Linked DNA regions of Sus scrofa: all the other regions are linked to region 2. A link is a contact called in public HiChIP or PLAC-seq and promoter capture Hi-C data. All regions are on one chromosome and are shown on one strand. The core of a region is the stretch at or near the end of the contact, and the rest is flanking DNA. Distances in the headings are between cores, read along the strand shown.

The links. Promoter capture Hi-C pulls out the DNA fragments that hold promoters and counts their contacts. HiChIP or PLAC-seq counts read pairs in DNA pulled down with a chosen protein or histone mark.
Region 1: a promoter capture Hi-C map of liver shows a contact between it and region 2, with 2.3 times the contacts expected there. The contact joins the promoter of RPL36AL here to the promoter of SOS2 in region 2. A contact is called at or near these places in 2 of 5 promoter capture datasets (fetal liver and liver), 3 of 47 Hi-C or Micro-C datasets (alveolar macrophages, heart right ventricle and skeletal muscle) and 1 of 2 datasets of contacts at active chromatin or transcription factors (alveolar macrophages).
Region 3: an H3K27ac HiChIP or PLAC-seq map of alveolar macrophages shows a contact between it and region 2. The contact joins the promoter of NIN here to the promoter of SOS2 in region 2. A contact is called at or near these places in 1 of 47 Hi-C or Micro-C datasets (liver) and 1 of 2 datasets of contacts at active chromatin or transcription factors (alveolar macrophages).

Annotation. Positions count from the first base shown.
Region 1 is chr1:179,476,465-179,479,200 of Sscrofa11.1, reverse strand. It overlaps RPL36AL (ribosomal protein L36a like), which reads left to right and starts at 1,381. Exons shown (of 2, transcript NM_213917.1): 1 at 1,381-1,411; 2 at 2,115-2,563. The coding sequence starts at 2,146. The coding sequence ends at 2,466. MGAT2 (mannosyl (alpha-1,6-)-glycoprotein beta-1,2-N-acetylglucosaminyltransferase) reads right to left here and starts at 737. Exons shown (of 1, transcript NM_001128482.1): 1 at 1-737. The coding sequence starts at 737.
Region 2 is chr1:180,013,592-180,016,434 of Sscrofa11.1, reverse strand. SOS2 (son of sevenless homolog 2) reads left to right here and starts at 1,494. Exons shown (of 23, transcript XM_021101439.1): 1 at 1,494-1,905. The coding sequence starts at 1,819.
Region 3 is chr1:180,620,586-180,623,398 of Sscrofa11.1, reverse strand. It overlaps NIN (ninein), which reads left to right and starts at 1,424. Exons shown (of 34, transcript XR_002346861.1): 1 at 1,424-1,626.

The DNA.
Region 1 (2,736 bases), core at 132-2,631, 540 kb after region 2:
TTGACCCTCTCCCACACGAAATGCAGCTTCCACCACCAGTGGTGTTTGGTTTGGGAGAACTTGGCCTCTCTGTAATGGCCGAAGGAGTCGGGATATTCAGCATTAATGCATCCCATTTTCAAAGCTGCATTCTTCTCCAGGTCTCTAGGGCAATCTCTGGGGTCAGTACCCGGAAACTCGTTAGGGTACAACTGAATGCTGAAAGGAAAGAACACCTGCAGAACCGGACAGAAATCCACCCCAGCGATCAGCTGATTAATCTCAGTCGACCAGAAGTCATGGCTAAAGATGACGAGGACGTTGTCGATTCCCTGGGCTTTCCGAAGTGAGTCCAGGAGCAGTTTGAGGTATTCGGCCCGGTTGTGCACCTGGACCACCAGCACAAGCTCGCGGGGGACCCAGGAGCTGACCTTATCCACATTCCTCAACGTCTGGTCAAAGTTCAGTTGGTACACTAGGGACCGGTACCGCAGCGTCAGGTTGTCCACCTCGGGCTGCGGGGCTGCCGCGACCAGCGGAGCCGCCGAATCGTTGGAGCCCCGGCGGATGCCCACGGATATGGCAGGATGGTCCCCGGCCCGGGCGCCCGCACCCCGCACGGGCTCGGCGTCCAGCAGCGGCGGGGCGAGGGCCTCATTCTTCCTTTGTCGCCCATTGCTGCTCCAGAGGACGAAGCCGCAGGCGGCCACCACGAACGTCAAGATCAGCACCTTCCGCTTGTAGATGCGGAACCTCATGGTCTCCGGGGCCGGGAGCGCGGGCAGGCGCGTAAAGGAGCTAGCGGATCCCGCACGGAAAGGGCGGGCGGGCGGCGGCCGTGGCCTGCAGCGATCGGAATGGGCCTCCGCGGCTGCCCTCGCTAACTCATCCCTGGCCCCGGGGGTCCTGGGGCCCGAAGGCGCTCAGCTCCCCTGTGCCGCCCGGGCTCCACACATCCTCGCCTGGCAGCTGCAGCTCAGGCTGTCCCGCCGCTAGGAGCCGCGACTCAGCGTCGCCTCGGTCCTCTCCATCCGGCACGGGTCCGAGAAGCCCGCCGCGGCCCCACCGCACCCCGGCTCCGTTACCTGCGCTTCCAGCGGCCCTGCGTCCTCTGGGCTTTCATCCTTACGCAGGCACCGGACGTCCCGGACCGAGGGACGCAACCTCGTCCCACTCCCGCGGAGACTGTCCTGACAACCAGCAACTGGCTCGCGGAGCTCCGCGGCCCCCGGGCCCACACCCCTCCGGCCCGCCCCTCGGGCCGTCGGTTGGCGCTTCCCCGACGCGTCGGGAGACGACCGGGCGTCGCTGCCCGCCTCTTATTGGGCCGCGGCGCTGTCGCTCAGGCTCAGTTCCTGCTTCCGTCCCGATCCTCCTTTTCCGGTGAGGCTAGAGCAGAGCGAGACCCGGAACGTGGACATCGGTTTTACTGGTAAGCTACACGCGGAGTGGTAGCGGTCTCGACTGGAGCCCCCGAAGCTCAGGATCCCGGGGTGGCCGGGCGAACCCTGGTAGGAGAGGGAGGGCGAGGCCCGCCGCCTTGGGGGATTTCAAGAACGGGCTTCTCCCTTCCGGGAAGGGGCTCCCGCATGGCGGCTGCCGGGCCGGGAGGCACTTGTTAAGGACACGTCAGCCTTCGGGGCCGCTGAAGGGAGACCGTGTTTCGGAGGGAGAAGTCAAACCACGTTGCTGCGGTCCTCAGAGAAGGGCCGGGCTCGGCCTTGGCACCAGCTACACCGCACCCGGAGCCAGACTGGCTCTCGCGCTCACTCTCCCACTCTTCCGAAGGAGAGTAGATTATCACACGACCACGCTTTAGTTGTTGGGTAACCACGGTAAATTAAGGACCAAAGGAACCCACTTTGGAACTTAGAGTCAGTAGGGGGACCTGACTGTATAGGGCATCCTTATGCTGCTGCTCTGGCCCTTATTTTAGTGAGCCTCATTTTATCACTGCTCCGATGATTAGCCTTCTAAAGAGTTGTGCACATATATATATTTATTCGTGTGGAAAATGCGTATTTGGTGCATTTATACGTTAATGATTTCTGTAATGTTACTATTTCCATATTTACAAAACTTAAAATTTCAAAATGTTTAACGTCTGTTGCTGTATTTTAAATATTTTACCACAGTATTCATCGTGAAAACACCCCTGTTGCAAAGATGGTCAACGTACCTAAAACCCGAAGGACTTTCTGTAAGAAGTGTGGAAAACATCAGCCTCACAAAGTGACCCAGTATAAGAAGGGCAAGGATTCCCTCTATGCCCAGGGAAAGAGGCGCTATGATCGGAAACAGAGTGGCTATGGCGGGCAAACAAAGCCAATTTTCCGGAAGAAGGCTAAAACCACAAAGAAGATTGTGCTGAGGCTTGAATGTGTTGAGCCCAACTGCAGATCCAAGAGGATGCTGGCAATTAAGAGATGCAAGCATTTTGAACTTGGAGGAGATAAGAAGAGAAAGGGCCAAGTGATCCAGTTCTAAGCCTTGAGAATTTTTTTTATTCTATATTTGAGAGGAAGGTGTTGAAGCCATAGGGGGAAAAAAAATGCCTGTATGAGAATAAATACAGTGATACCTTACTGAAATCTTTTGTATTTTTAAAATATAAATAGGATCTTGTGCTTATTTTGGTTCTAAATTAAGGAAGTTACAGAATTAAGGTTCATTTCAAATTCTCATTTAAATTTAGTTCCATAAGACTTGGAATGTTGATTTATATATAAAGATAGGAGTCCCACCTCAAATTTTATA
Region 2 (2,843 bases), core at 245-2,744:
GAGGTTGCAGGTTCGATCCCTGGCTTTGCTCAGTGGGTTAAGGATCCGGCATTGCCCTGAGCTGTGGTGTAGGTCTCAGACGTGGCTCGGATCCCGCGTTGCTGTGGCTGTGGTGTAGGCCAGCGGCTACAGCTCCGATTAGACCCCTAGCCTGGGAACCCCCATATGCCCAGGGAGCGGCCCAGAAGTGGCAAAAAGACAAAAAAAAAAAAAAAAAAAGCACAAACAAAAAATAATGATCAAGTTTCCAGAGTCTTCATCGCAGGAAAGTCGGGACATTTTCGGGGTTGCTAATGAGCATGGCTGGGCCCCAAGGGCGGACACAGCTTTTGTGGGATCTGACACCACACCTACGCAATTTGGAGGACACCATTAAGAAAACAGTGCAGGAGTTCCCTTCGTGGCTCAGCGGTTAGCGAACCTGATTTGCGGTGTTTGATCCCTGGGCTCACTCAGTGGGTTAAGGATCCATCGTTGCGCTGAGCTGTGATGTAGGTCGCAGACGTGGCTCAGAACCCAAGTTGCTGTGACTGTGGTGTAGGTTGCCGGCTACAGGTCTGATTGGACCGCTGGCCTGGGAACCTCCATATGCCGCGGGTGCGGCCCTGAAAAGACAAAAGAAAAAAAAAAAAGAGAGAGAAGAAAACAATGCAAAAATATGAAAAGTTTTACAAAAACGATAATTTTGTGAACATAGGGGCTCATGCAAGTGAAGGATTAAGCCTAATTAACGTTGTCATCTGCCCCTTTTGGCCCTACTGTGCGCTAAGGGCTTTCCACGCCTCGCCTCCTTCAATCCCCACACCACCACCGTATGATATAGTTACTATTGCCCATATACAAAAACGCCATGTGGAACACAAGTACGTTAAATATCCTGTCCAGACAGAAAGCCCTTTTCTTTACAAATACCTTTACTGCTTCCCACGACTGGAGTCCTTGGGCTCGAGGAGTAGCACCGACTCAGGATTGTCTGGGGAAGATCAAGAGGGGGGAGAGTGTGTGTAAAACGCAGTCAGCAAGCAGGGAAGTCTATGTGGAACAGACGCCCATTAAGCGTCCAGGACAGGGGCGCTCCTGGGGCAGGGCCCGCGCGCCTGGCCGGCGCCTCTGCCACATTCGCGGCGCGCATGCTCCGTGCAGGACTACTCCGGCTCCCAGGGATGAGTGCCGGGCGGAGGGGGCGGGCCGAGCCGCCGCTGCTGGGATCCGGAGCTCCGCGGCGGCCCTGGGGCGCTGTGCGCGGCTGCTGAAGGGGCGGCGGCGGCGGTCAGCGCTCTGCGCGCTGCAGTGTAGCTCGCTCGTTAGACGCGCACGCCCGCTCGGTCCCCAGGGCCCTCTGGAGGTGACTCGGGCGGGCCGGGCCGGGCCGGGCCGGGCGGCGTTTGCCGGTTGGGAGGGCGGAGGAGAGGCGATGAGGAGACAAGCCGCCGCTGTCGCCGTAGTTCTCCGCCCGCCGCGGCCGTAGCGGGAGTCCGAGCAGGGTCCAGGCCAGCTGAACCCCCGCCGGGCTGCGAACGCAGACAAAGGAGGAGGAGCCGCCCGAGAAGCGGGCCAACGCCGCCGGGAAAGGAGGCCGCCGCGCTTCCTCTGCGGACGCGGCGCGAGGCGAGGCCGCCCGGGCCGAGGAAGCCGCCCCCGGAGCCCCCGCCCGCCGGCGCCGCCTCCGAGCAGCCTCGGCCGTAGCCCCGGCCCGGGCGGGAGGCGGCGGCGGCGGCCGGCGAGGCGACGCAGCCAGAGCCCTGCCTGTCAGGCTACCGGCCCGGCCCATTTCGGCCCGCGGGCCGACCCCGATGTGGAGGCTCTGCGGCCGGGGCCATGCAGCAGGCGCCGCAGCCCTACGAGTTCTTCAGCGAAGAGAACAGTCCGAAATGGCGGGGACTCTTAGTCTCGGCCCTGCGGAAGGTCAGTGCTGGTGTCCGATCGGCCGCGGGGACCGAGGGAGGTGACGGGGCCGAGAAGGGCGCCTGGAGGGCGGGGTGCGGGCCGCGGCCCCTCGGACTCTCTGATGGGGAGCTGTACGTCCTCTCTGCGGGTCCGAGGCCGAGCGCTTCCTCCCCGGCCGGTGGCGGGGCGGGGGGGGGGCGGGGGGAGCTCGCGATTGCCTGTTGCATCCAAAAGGACGTTTATCTCAAGTTTTTGCCTGGCCCCGGAAGGAAGGTTTTGTTGTGATCATAAAACTGGATTTCATGTTGCAGTCATTTCGTCAGGCAACTTCCGCCGTTGACCAATTTGTTGTCCTCAGGCTGGATTCAGGGCAAGAGAAAGTCCCGCTGGTATTTAGTTTCTAAAACAAAAGCACATTTTCAGGCCAGGTAATTAACTTTTAATTAAGTTCTTTGGGGCTGTTCCCTTCGGCAGTTCGCTCGTGAAGGGTGTCCTCTCACTTAAGAGGTAGTCCTTTTTTTTTTTTTTTAACAATAAGATGGATGCGTTTCAGGAGTGCGAAATGTCAGTGAGCCATGATATTTGTAAAAACAATTCTTGAGGTAAGTTTAAAGTGCCTTCTCCGTTCCTGCAAAAGGCATCCCACCTGTTTACGAGCGATTTCCCCTATAAAATTCGGTCAGTTTCTTCACTGAGTGCAGTTTAGAGTTTAGAATCATTTTAAGGGGACAGAAAAGGAGCAGCTCTTAAAAATTAGTCTTAAGGTTGGGTGCATCGCTAGGGTGCATCTCTCCTGTAGATGATGTCAGTTTTCATCTGAATTTAGGTAATAATCATACTGTCATTTTTATATTGAAACCTTTTGTAAGATCAAGACAAATTAAAGACTGTAAATCAGTGCAGGAAAAGATACCAAACCTGCTGAACATGGGTTTTCCGTGCCATTGATGCAGATG
Region 3 (2,813 bases), core at 175-2,674, 610 kb before region 2:
TGAGGCTGTGGATTGGATCCCTGGCCTTGCTCAGTGGGTTAAGGATCTGATGTTACTGTGGCTGTGGTGTAGGCCGGTATCTGTAGCTCCAATTTGACCCCTATCCTGGGAACCTCCATCTGCCGCAGGTGCAGCCCTAAAAAGTAAAAAAAAAAAAAAAAAAAGGAAAAAAAAAAAGCAAGAAAAAGAAAGAAATTATCTCACATCAGAGACTATGCAAACTTTCAATCATCCTGAACATAAGCTTTTTAATCAAAGCTATAAAATAAAATCTAATGCACATCGATGAATAAATCATGTGGTTTCTCTTGAAGGGGTATCATTAATAGGACTTACATCACTATGCTCATTACCACTTCCTCTAGGGATTAAATTTATCCTTTCAGGAAGGAGACAATGAATTGAAAAAAACAAGAGAGAGAAAGAGAAAGGACCGTATAATGATGTTTTCCAAAGTAAAAGACTTGTTGAACATTCACCTGGGTTTCATAGCTCTCACTAATAAGCCAGAACATTGCTTTAATTCTATACTGTTTATTGCCACGGGAGCCAACAGACTGGTAGAGGTTTTCTACACTTTTATTTGCCAAACAGAAAACTGTGTTGTGATGTTTAGATGAGACACACGGGGGCAGCAGTGAGCTGACCAGGAGATAGAAGAATGGTGACACTTTTGAAGCAGAAAGCTTGACTCTAGACATTGAGATGCTGGCCAAGCTCTATTTAAAATCATTTAAACCAAAGAGAAACATTTCTTCAACTCTAAAATTAAATTTTAGAAGAATTTACTGTTCTGGCATGTTTTCTGCTCTCCATGAGTGCTTAATATCCTTACTTCCTAAATGTTTTTTTCTATTGACAATTATTTTTTCAATCTATTTAAATCTTATTTATTTATCTATCTATCTATCTGTCTGTCTATCTGTCTATCTTTCTAGGGTCCCACCTGTGCCATAAGGAAGTTCCCAGGCTAGGGGTCTATCTGAGCTGCAGCTGTCGGCCTACACCACAGCCCCAGCAAAGCTGGATCCCAGCCGTGTCTGTGACCTACACCAGAGCTCACTGCAACGTAGGATTCTTAACCCAACTGAGCGAGGCCAGGGATTGAACCTTCGTCTTCGTGGATACTAGTCGGCTTGGTTAAGGCTGAGCCACAACGGGAGCTCCAGGAGTTTGATCATTTTAAAGCTGAGACACTTTTTCCTGACCAATCCAAGTTGAAGCCCGGGGCAGGGCAAGATATCCCAGCACCAGGGACAAAGGAAGCAAACCCGGGCAGCTAGCACCACTTTTGTGGGGAGCCCACTCTAACTCGGAGCTGACAACATTGTTAAGAGTAGCAAGCCAGTGCCTGGGGCTCTCTTTTTAAATGGGGGCGGAGGAGCGGTGGGGGGAGGACACAGCGGCACTTCCTCTTCCTCTTCCTCTCCAGAGACTATTCATTTCATTCCCGCCCATCTGAAAACTGAAGAACTCCGCAGACCCTCAGACCCGCAGACCCGTAGGGGGTTCGCTTTCACTGCAGGAAGAGATGCTGTAAACAGAGGTACACAGCCAATCCATCTTCACACCCGGAAATGAGACGGCAGTGAGACAGGCCTAGAAGCAAAGCTGGTGATTGCTGCGGTGGGTGTTCACTGAGGGCAGGCTGGTCCTCCCGAAGGTGGTGTAGGATCTGGAGGAGGGAGGCAGGGAGGGTCTGGGCTCTTCCCCACGTGGCCCCAGAACTGCCTGGCAAGGAGCCACTGGGCCAGACCCTCCCGCTCCGCACGACCGGAGGCCTTTGTCAAGCTGTGTGGCTGGGTATTATTTTCAGGCTCAGCCGGGGCTGCCCTCCTGCTCCTGGGCTTGCCCGTCGATGCGCAGCTGTTTCTTCTGCTTTCCAAAGCCCAAGCCTACAGGTGCTCTGCCTCCCTCTGCCTTTGGCCGTTACAAGTTATAAGAGTAATAGTAGCTTTAAAGAGAGGGGATTGGGGAGGTTGCCAGGGGCTTAGAGTCCTCCCCTGCCGCAGCCAGCCCTCTGTCCCTCTGTCCTTCATCCTCCCTTCACAGACCTCCAATCCGAGCATTTCTTTTTTCTTTCTTTCTTTTTTTTTTTTCTTAGGGGCACACCTGTGGTGTATGGAAGTTCCCAGGCTAGGAGTCGAATCAGAGCTACAGCTGCCTGGCAACACCACAGCTCACAGCAACACTGGATCCTATTGAGTGAGGCCAGGGATCCAGTCTGTATCCTCATGGATACTAGTTGGGTTAACTCACTGAGCCACAACAAGAACTCCCTGTCTGAGCATTTCTAAACCGAAGGATCCTGGCTCAGGAAAGGCAGTCTCATTTTCACTGGGCACTCACCTGCTGAGAAGCCAACCTGAAGAGTGGAGCCCAGACTCCAAAGCCTGCCCTCCCCTCTGCTCCCACCGTTCCTTGGATGTGTTCTATTTGAAATAGTTTCTTTTTCCATAATTATTATTATTTTTTAAACAGTGTGTTTATTGCAGTATTTCTATCTAGTGTTTCTCTGGAGAAATCTAGACTTATTTTATGATTGTGCTTTTCTGAGTGTGGTTGCAGCCCTATGAGATATGCCTGTAGGTCCCTGTGTGTATTTTGACATCTGCACCAAAGCAGAGGTTACCTGTGGGGAGTAGGACTGGGTCAGTTGATGCTGCTTTGCTTTTTTACTTTCTACCGCTCGGTTTTGTTTAATCTTTTCCCAGGAGATGAATTGTTTTGTAATGTTTAAAAAGAGAGGAATGAGGACAGCTCTAACTATAGTCAGGGCCACTGGCATGTTGGCCATGCCTTGAGCCAGGACC